2 separate regions of the Capra hircus genome follow, and region 1 is linked to region 2. A link is a contact called in public Hi-C data. All regions are on one chromosome and are shown on one strand. Each heading gives the region's core, a stretch centred on a gene start, on an enhancer-like site or on the middle of the called end of the contact. The rest is flanking DNA. Distances are from core to core; before and after follow the strand shown. Region 1 overlaps DLGAP1 (disks large-associated protein 1). Region 2 overlaps DLGAP1 (disks large-associated protein 1).

The links. Hi-C and Micro-C count contacts between places; a contact is called where the count stands out from the background.
Region 1: a Hi-C map of liver shows a contact between it and region 2, with 5 times the contacts expected there. The contact joins two enhancer-like sites. A contact is called at or near these places in 2 of 5 Hi-C or Micro-C datasets (blood and liver).

What each region holds. Positions count from the first base shown.
Region 1 is chr24:38,053,927-38,058,319 of ARS1.2, reverse strand. The region is part of intron 4 of DLGAP1 (disks large-associated protein 1); the gene reads left to right. Among named protein-coding and RNA genes, the nearest start is that of TGIF1, 160 kb to the right of the region's middle. Within about 2 kb of position 1,574, at least 1 of the 5 cell types and tissues checked has an H3K27ac peak or open chromatin away from gene starts, as enhancers often do.
Region 2 is chr24:38,012,777-38,017,321 of ARS1.2, reverse strand. The region is part of intron 4 of DLGAP1 (disks large-associated protein 1); the gene reads left to right. The region is part of intron 1 of LOC108633798 (a long non-coding RNA gene); the gene reads right to left. Among named protein-coding and RNA genes, the nearest start is that of TGIF1, 120 kb to the right of the region's middle. Within about 2 kb of position 1,566, at least 1 of the 5 cell types and tissues checked has an H3K27ac peak or open chromatin away from gene starts, as enhancers often do.

The sequences.
Region 1 (4,393 bases), core at 325-2,824, 41 kb before region 2:
TGCACATCATTTGCCAGATGAAAATGAAAACCTCTAAGACAAATTTGTTTCTGCAGAGTGGCTGTTACATTCACATAAAGATTTAGCTGACAACTAACAAAAAGAATTGGGGGAATAGATGGAAGAAACAGCTGTCCAGGAAGCTATCAGTTGCTAGGTTTGCTTGGAATGCACTGGAATTCCCCAGAAGCCCCATTTTGCTCACTGATGGTCATCTGCCTTTAGAAATCACATTAGAGACCCAATTTTCTAAGTCTCATCTCCTTCTGAAAAAGAATATACATTTCCAGGCTCCCCCAGGATGCATAATTTCACACCATTGTTAGTGGTTATTACCACCATTTATCTCTCCAGTAATCCCCCTGGTCCCCTTTGTATAAGTCTGAATATGCCTTGCACATGTTTAAAAATGACATTCTCAGTTACACTTGAGAAGACAGAAGGGTTAGCTAAAATGAACTCACAATGATTATCTTATTCCAACAATTAAAAGTTTTAGCTTTCTTAACAGTATTCACTGTTTACACATCATCATATGTGCAAGGTTATAAAGATGCAGTGCAAGACAAAATAGGTATCTAGCAGGCTTGGAACCCTAGAACAAGTCTGCATGACTTTGTCTTAAAGATTAGGATTGTACGATGAAGTGAATATTTTTATCTATTAATAACAAACACTTATCTAGAACTTGTATTTGTCAGCCATTGTTCAAAGATGCTCTGCAAATACTAACACATCAAATATTACATGGGGCATTCTATTGCTCATTTATGGTGGACTTAAGTTTGCCACAGCTCCGTAAACTGAGGATATTCTGAAGCAAGGTGCCAAGCTAGTTCTGAGGCACCTTGTAGAGATTTAGCATAGTACAGTACAATATTTGGCCAAAGTCATATAGGAATGTGTTGGGGAGGAAATATTTCCCCTCTACCCTCTTATGCTCTGTTCTTGGAGGCCTGCAAATTAAACTGACCAAAGACAGATTAGCTGGGGGGAAAAACACAATTTTAATTCAAGTGCCTCTGGGAATTCACAGGAAAATATCACTCAAGGAGGTATTAGAATTTGAGGCTTATATACCCTCTTACTGGGCTTCCCTGGTGGCTCAGATGATAAAGAATCTGCCTGCAATGCAGGACACCAGGGTTCAATTCCTGGGTTGGGAAGATCCCCCAGAGAAGGGAATGGCACTCCACTCCAGTATTCTTGCCTGGAGAATTCCATGGACAGAGGAGCCTGGCAGGCTACAGTCCATGGGGTCACAAAAAGTCGACACCACTGAGTGACTAACACTCATTTTCCTGGTCAGGTAACAATGTTTCTGTAAACCTCCACCAAACAAATGTTATTCTCTGTTCTGACAAGAAAGGACACAGTCCCCAGACACAACTTTACCCTTCTGAGGCCCAGTCCTGGCTGAGAGGAGGCAGAGCTCAGCTGGTGGTGTCCTCAGGGCTGGGTCCCCAGAGCCTGCCCAGCTGCTATCACTGAGGGAGCCAGAAGCCCAGGACCCAACTGGCCCTCAGGCTCCTCAGGCCGCCTGCACAGTGGGGGCAGGTCCCTCAGACTGTGACCTATACAGGCGGCCACTGCCATTAGGTCACAGAGGCAGGGCTGGGGGAGAGAGGTTCACCACTGCCTCAAGGCCTGGGCTCACAAGTGGGTGACCCTGGTGAGGGCTCTGGAGCTCTGCAGGACCCAGCCCCCTGGGGCCTGTTCCCTGGGCCCCCAGCTCACCCACTGGCCCAAGGCCAGGTGAACTGGTGGCCCCCCAGGGAGAAAGAGAGGATCTGCCTCTTACCTGATTCTCCACATGGCAACCACTGCTCCACCAACCTTTGGCTGCGTGGGCCACTAACAGTCATCTATGGACAGTTGCTTGTTTGTGGGTGGGGCCAACTGCAGCACTGACCAATGGCTGAGCAGGGCCACTAACGGCAACTCACTGTCAGTTGGTCACTTGGGGGAAGGGCCCACTGCAGCACTGACCAATGGCTGAGCAAGACCACTAATGGTACCTGTTTGCCTGGTAACAGAGTAGGTGGTGCAGAGCAACTACCTTGAAGCCCTTAGCTGTGCTCTATTACAGTTCTGTTACCTAGTATATTCCTTTGTATTTGGGGGTTTTAATGATGTCTCAGGGGCTTCCCTGGTGGCTCAAATGGGTAAGAAGAGACCTGCAGTGCAGGAGATCTGGGCCTGATCCCTGGGTCAGGAAGATCCTCTGGAGAAAGGAAAGACTACCCACTCCAGTCTTCTTGTCTGCAAGAATACCATGGAGGGAAGAGCCTGGTGGGCTAGAGTCCACAGGGCCGCAAAAAGTAGGGCATGAATGATGTCTCATAGAATGGATTTCTTCAACAGTAAGAATTTTTTTTTTTTTTTTATCTCCCCTTAGCTGCTCATAATGGGAAATTCACATGGTCCTCCTCAGCAGTAAACACTAGAGATGTTTACCAGCACCAGCCTCGTTTCGATCATTGAGGAAACTGAGACACAGAAAAGTTTAGAGGCTTTTCCCAGGTCAAGTGGCTGGTCAGTGACCCAGTCAATATTTGTACCTATTCAGTTTGACTCCAAAATTCCAGCTCTTGGGAATTCCCTGGCAGTCCAGTGGTAAGGACTCCACGTTTCCACTGGGTGGGGGAGCTGGGTTCTATCCCTGGTCAGGGGATCTTGCAAGCTTCAGAGTGAGGCCAAAACCAATAAAAAGTAAAGTCATTAGCATGTAATAATTAAAAAAAAAAAAAAAACACAAGCTTTTAACAACCATGAATTGTGCCTCTGTTACAAGGGCCTCCTTCCTTGAAATTTTTTTATTTTAACTAAATAAAAGCATAATAAATGACTTCAAGGAGCTTTTATGGATTAGTATTAATATGACAGTATTATAACCTAAAAAGCAGTCTTGCTAATAGCATCATCCTCTCCACCCATCCTAATATAATAGAATCTTCAGATCTGATCATTTCTCTGCCCTAAGGTGACATCTATGTATACATCATACTCAAGCAGAGGCACCCTTGATTCACAGTTCCTATTCCTTTAAATAGACTGCCCCTCAATACCCATAACCTGCCCTAGACCCCAGATCTGTTCATTGTCTCTCAGTTCAGGGACAGACAATGGCCTCAGTCAACATGCCTCCGCATCTTCAAGAACATCATTCAGAAACTGCACTTACTCCTAGAAATGTCTGCCCCAAGAAACTTGTTATTAAATTGGTGACAATGAATATGCTCATGATCTTTCTCGAGCAGAGGTTCATCGGGGGAAGAAACAGAAGTTTGAATGATTTTTTGTAGATTATTAGAGGTGAAAGTGAAGTCGCTCAGTCGTGTCCGACTCTTTGCAACCCCGTGGACTGTAACCTACTAGGCTTCTCCGTCCATGGGATTCTCCAGGCAAGAATACTGGAGTGGATTGCCATTTCCTTCTCCAGGGGATCTTCCCGACCCAGGAATCGAACCCGGGTCTCCTGCATTGGAGGCAGACGCTTTACCCTCTGAGCCACCAGGGAAGCCATTTATTAGAGGTACAGATAGTCTAATCTTAGGTTATTCTAACCATTCTCCTCCATAATTGGACACTGTGCCTGTGCAAGGACCGTTCTCCTTCCTCCAACTCTGTGGGCATAGTGATATTCAGTTGCTGTTGATTAGGAAGTGCAGTTGATCCTTTTGTGAGCAGCATTGTTACATGCAACCAACAAACAACACACTTTTTGTTGACATATACTGGCTGCCAGGCACCTTGCTGGTCACGGTGAATACAAACAAATCAGGTGTAATCCTTGATTTCAAGTTTCTATCAGAGAAAGAAACATGACGGCAGAAAGGTGGGAAACTTGAGGTTTGTACAAAACAGGGAGCAGATTCCAGGAAAGGTTTTACAACACAGGAGATATTTGAGTTTGTTCTGAAAAAAATGGGTGTGAAACAGTCACTCACATGAAAACTTATGTACCAAAAAAAAAAGTGGCGGATTATCATCTGATAAATTTCTTTCAAGAGCCACTTGCAAATCTCAGAAGATGCTGCAGAGGGTACAGAAGAAAAGAATCTGAATTTTATTTTTTTTATTTAGCTATTTGTTTGGCTGCGCTGGTCTTAATTGCAGCATGTGGGATTTAGTTCCCTGACCAGGGACCAAACCCCGGCCTCCTGCAGTAGGAGCACAGAGTCTTAGCCACTGGACCACCAGGGAAGTCCTAAGAATCTGAATTTTAAATTTTCATTCCTTGTCTTGTCAAACCACTCTATGTTCTCGGACCGCGGGAAAGACTGGAAGCAGCCTCCTTGAACGATTTGATTGGCATTCTCTGGGCTTTCAGCGTGAAGCTGTAACACAGCACGCAAACGCCAGGGGGCAATGCGATTTCACCAAAGATCAC
Region 2 (4,545 bases), core at 317-2,816:
AATGCGGGAGACCTGGGTTCGATCCCTGGGTTGGGAAGATCTCCTGGAGAAGCAACCCACTCCAGTACTCTTGCCTGGAGAATCCCATGGACAGAGGAGCCTGGTAGGCTACAGTCCATGGGGTCGCAAAGAGTTGAACACGACTGAGTGACTTCACTTAACAGAAGAGAAAGGAGACTTAGACGGGAAGAACCCAGGTTCCAATCAGACCCAAGGCGGGGAAGTGTGCATCCCACCATGTTTCCCCTTTAGCAACCCTAGGTTTGTTTTCGATATCTGTAAGTCTGTTTCTGTTTTGTAAACAAGTTCATTTGTGTCGTTTTTTAAAAACTAGACGCCACAGGGAACACTCTGGCCATTCAGTGGTTAAGACTCTGCACTTTCAATGCAGATGGGCCCAGGTTCCATCCCTGGTCAGGGAACTAAGATCCCACAAGCTGCATGGCATGGCCAAAAAAAGAAAAAGAAATTCGATTCCATATATAAGCTATATATCACGTGATATTCTCTTTCCCTGACTTAATTCACTTAGGATGATAATATCTAGGTCCATCCATGTTGCTGCAAATGGCATTATTTTGTTCTTTTTCACGACTGAGTAATATTCCATTGTGTGTATATGTGTGTGTGTGTGTGTGTGTGTATACACATCTTCGTATCTATTCCTTTTGTCAGTGGTATTTAGGTTGCTTCTGCATCTTGGCTGTTTTAAAAAGTGCTGCAAGGAATAATGGGGTGTGTGTATCTTTTTTATTTTAATGGCTTTCTCCGGATATATGGCCAGGAGTGAGATTACAGGATCAAATGACTGTTCTGTTTTTAGTATTTTAAGGAACTTCCACACTGTTCTTCATAGTGGCTGTACCAATTTGCATTCCCACCAACAGCGTGGGAGGGTTCCTTGGATATTACTCAATGGTGGCAATGACCAAACCCCACTGAAGAGTGGAAATGGAAATGCAGTCTGTAAGTGGCCCTTTACGCCCCCACTGCAAAGGCTGACGGTGTTTGCTGTGTTGTGCGCACAGAGAGAGAAGGGGTTGGGGGGGAGGTTGGGGCCTGGCCAAATTCTCTGGACCTGTGTCCTCATCTGTCAGTGACACGGCTGGATAATGAGGTGTCGTTTGAAGGCTGATCCTGTCATCTGGGAGTCAGTAAGGGGCCGCTGGCGTTCTGTCTGGGCCCAGTGAGCTGGTAGATGGTATTCCACAATTTAACCCACAGTCTTTCCTGGTTTTCCTTTGAGGAAGGGGGTTCCAGGGAGGAAGGAGGAAAGGAGCCGGATGAATAATTAGCTGCCTCACTGCACAGACCAGGCCCTCACATGCCCTGCTTTGCAGACACAAGTAATCATTCCTCCTCATTGTGCTCCAGCCCACAAGAAGGCGAGCTGGAGGCAGTTTCTTGCTCCTTTGCTTCCTCGCACATCCCGCCTGTCTCCCCAGGTTTGTCTGGAGCAAAACTTCTGCTCCAGGCGGAGCCCTTCCACCAGACACTGTGTCCACAGGGCAGCAGCATCACAAGTTCTGCCTTCTCTCCGGAGTCCAGAGAGTTGGCCAGTGAGCAGAGGTTCCTGATCAATTCAACCACAAGTTTCACTCAGCCTGACCTCACTTGGTTTGGACACAGGTCACTCACTCTGCATGGCCAGCTCACTGTTTCGAGGGAGACCAGCTGGCAGTGTGTGCCTGAGACCCTACCCCCACTTGGTGCCCATCAGTCACTCTCTCCAGCGGGGGTTGGCGTCCCTGAGGTCTGCTGTATGGCCCAGACACAACCCCACGGCAGAGAGTCCTGCTGGGCTGTTTGGATGGTGGTGTCTCTTGCTTTCCAGGCCCCATGGTACATGTGACACTAGCTCTTATGAAATGAGACCAGGAGTATGAGGAGCCAAAGAATAAACTGAGAAGACTCTTGAGAGTCCCTTGGACTGCAAGGAGATCCAACCAGTCAATCCTAAAGGAAATCAACCCTGAATATTCATGGATGCTGAAGCTCCAATACTTTGGCCACCTGATGCAAAGAGCTGACTCATTGGAAAAGACTGAGGGCAGGAGGAGAAGGGGACGACAGAGGATGAGATGGTTGGATGGTATCACAGACTCAATGGACATGAGTTTGAGCAGATTCTGGGAGATAGTGAAGGGCAGGGAAGGCTGTCGTGCTGCAGACAGAGTCAGACAGGACTTAGGGACTGAACAACAAGAAAGAGTAAAAGGAATGGAAGGAGCCGAGGGGGAAAGGCAGCTGCCTGGGGCAAGGGCAGTGAACATGTGGTACCTCCCACAGCCATCTACTTGTGCCCCTGGGTAGAGCCCAGCAGAAAGGGTGGAGGAAGTTCAGAAGATAATCCACAGGACTCACTGCTTCCAGCTGATAGAGGTGGGGCACTCACAGTATTAACTCGATGTCAAAAGTCAGCCAGTCACAGCTGGACTTGGCCAGCACTCAACCAAGGCCAAAGAGAAACGGGTATCGGTGACAGGAGGTTGTGTCACAACATCCAAGGTCACAGACTGGCTTTGCTGAGTATTCATTTTTCTTTCTATCCTCGTGACCTTGCTTTCCTGATTATTAGTCCCTTTTTCTTCTTCTCCAGGAAGTCCCTTCTCATCCCTGTCCCTTCCTTCAGGTAACAAGTATGTACCACCATTCCACTATGCACCATGCATGATCCAAGTACTGAGGTCGTCATGAACCGCAGACAACAATGCCTGACCTTGTGATCCTTACATCCTTAACTAATTACTGTCTTAGTCTGGGAGGGGAAAAAATTCAGCTAACAGAGAATATAGGCAAGTGTTGCTGAGAAGTGACTTCTAACAAGAAAGGAAAGCTGGGTGGTGAGAAGCTTAATAGAAAACTGTCCTCCACTCCGGACACCATCCTCACCCCAGGCTTCCCAGGCTTCTTGTCTTCCAAGACTCAGTCTGCTGGAGCCTGAGGAAATGGGGGACCAGCTGCCCAAACAGGAAACTTTACTTCATTCTGTAACCCTGACCTTGAGCCCCAAACCTTCCCCTCCTGTCAGCAGTCCATTCAACCCAGGAAGACAAATTTTGAAAACTACACAAAATGTTACAGACATTAAAATAGGAAAAAACAAAATCCCTAGGCCCTAGAGGAAGTGGTATATCTGATTCAGTGGTTAGAAATCGCTTCATAAAGTCATGGAACAAATGGAAGTTTAATCCTAACAGATGACACTGCCAGGGCAGTCACTTGTGTGCGTGGATGACTCAGTAGCACCTGTTGGAGAGGCTGAGAAAATGAGCCGTGAACTCCTGAAGGCATTCCCTGCTAGAAGCAACGGCCCCACCTGGCAAATTAGTAAACTGGGCGTTCTCAACATCCTGCCTGGAACCTTTGTGCCCAGTTCTATGAAGGTGGTGACTCACCTGAGTTACCGGTCAAATGATTCTTACTCAGAGCCCTCTGTTTTTAACCTTTAATATTAAATGACCGAGGCAACCGCTAGCCAAATGTCCATCTACTTTCAATATGTTTCTTTGAAATGATTGATTTTAGGCAACATTTGGCTTTACAAAGGGCAACCCTCAATTTCCCTAGTGTTTAACAGGTTGCCAAGCTTCATTAAAGGTCCACATTAGAGGCTTTCAACCTCAGTCCCTGGACCTGGGCCTTCTAAAATGACTTTCCTCCAAACCTCATTTAACTTCCTTTAATTTACTTAATTAATGGAATTTTCTGAAGGGAAGAGTTACTTTGATCTGAACCTCTTTCTTAGTTTCCGGTTAACATTTCCAGAGCAAGACAAGAGATGGGTGAGGGGCGGGAGCTCCCAGCAGCTCACAACTGCAGTTCTCCTCCAAATCAGAGACCTTGGAGGGCGGGAGAAGCCTGAGAGGAAGGCTGGTCGAAAATACTGCCCTTGGCATTTTCGTGGGTGTTTGCCCCACACACAGATAAAAGGGTTGGGGGTGGGGGGACGACAGTGTGCTGCAAAGCAAGTTCTCTGGAAGCTGGGCCTGCAGCTTGGAAATCTTCAGTCATCCTTGCAAATCAACCAACCGGAAACCAGCGATGGGAATTAGAAATGCTTCTACCCTGAAAGTCTCCTGCAAACTAACGACAAATTCAGACACAAATGGAAAATGCAAGTCCCACCCAGCAGGAATCCTCAGTTTCCCAGCTATTCATTCTCACAACCATCCACCTAACCAAAAGGCCACATCAGTTTTTGCTTTGCACCTTGCCAAGGAAGCAAACACTGCTGCCCTAGGTGCTGGTTGGCGGGGTTGGGGGTGGGGCTGGGGGTGGGGGTGGGGAGGAGGAATCAGCAACCTCAACCCACAGATCTTACCTTTCAGTAAGGGGAAAAATTTTGTTGAGGTGATAAATTAAAAAGCAAAACATTCTGAGTGGTGACTTCCACTCTGCGTTTTTTGAGAAGACCAACGCAGCCCCTGTTGTTTAGCCCAGTAGTCGCTGGGCTACTCTTTTGGGGACCCCATGACTGCAGCTCGCCAGACTCTTCTGTCCATGGGATTTTCCAGGCAAGAATACTGGAATGGGTTTGCCACA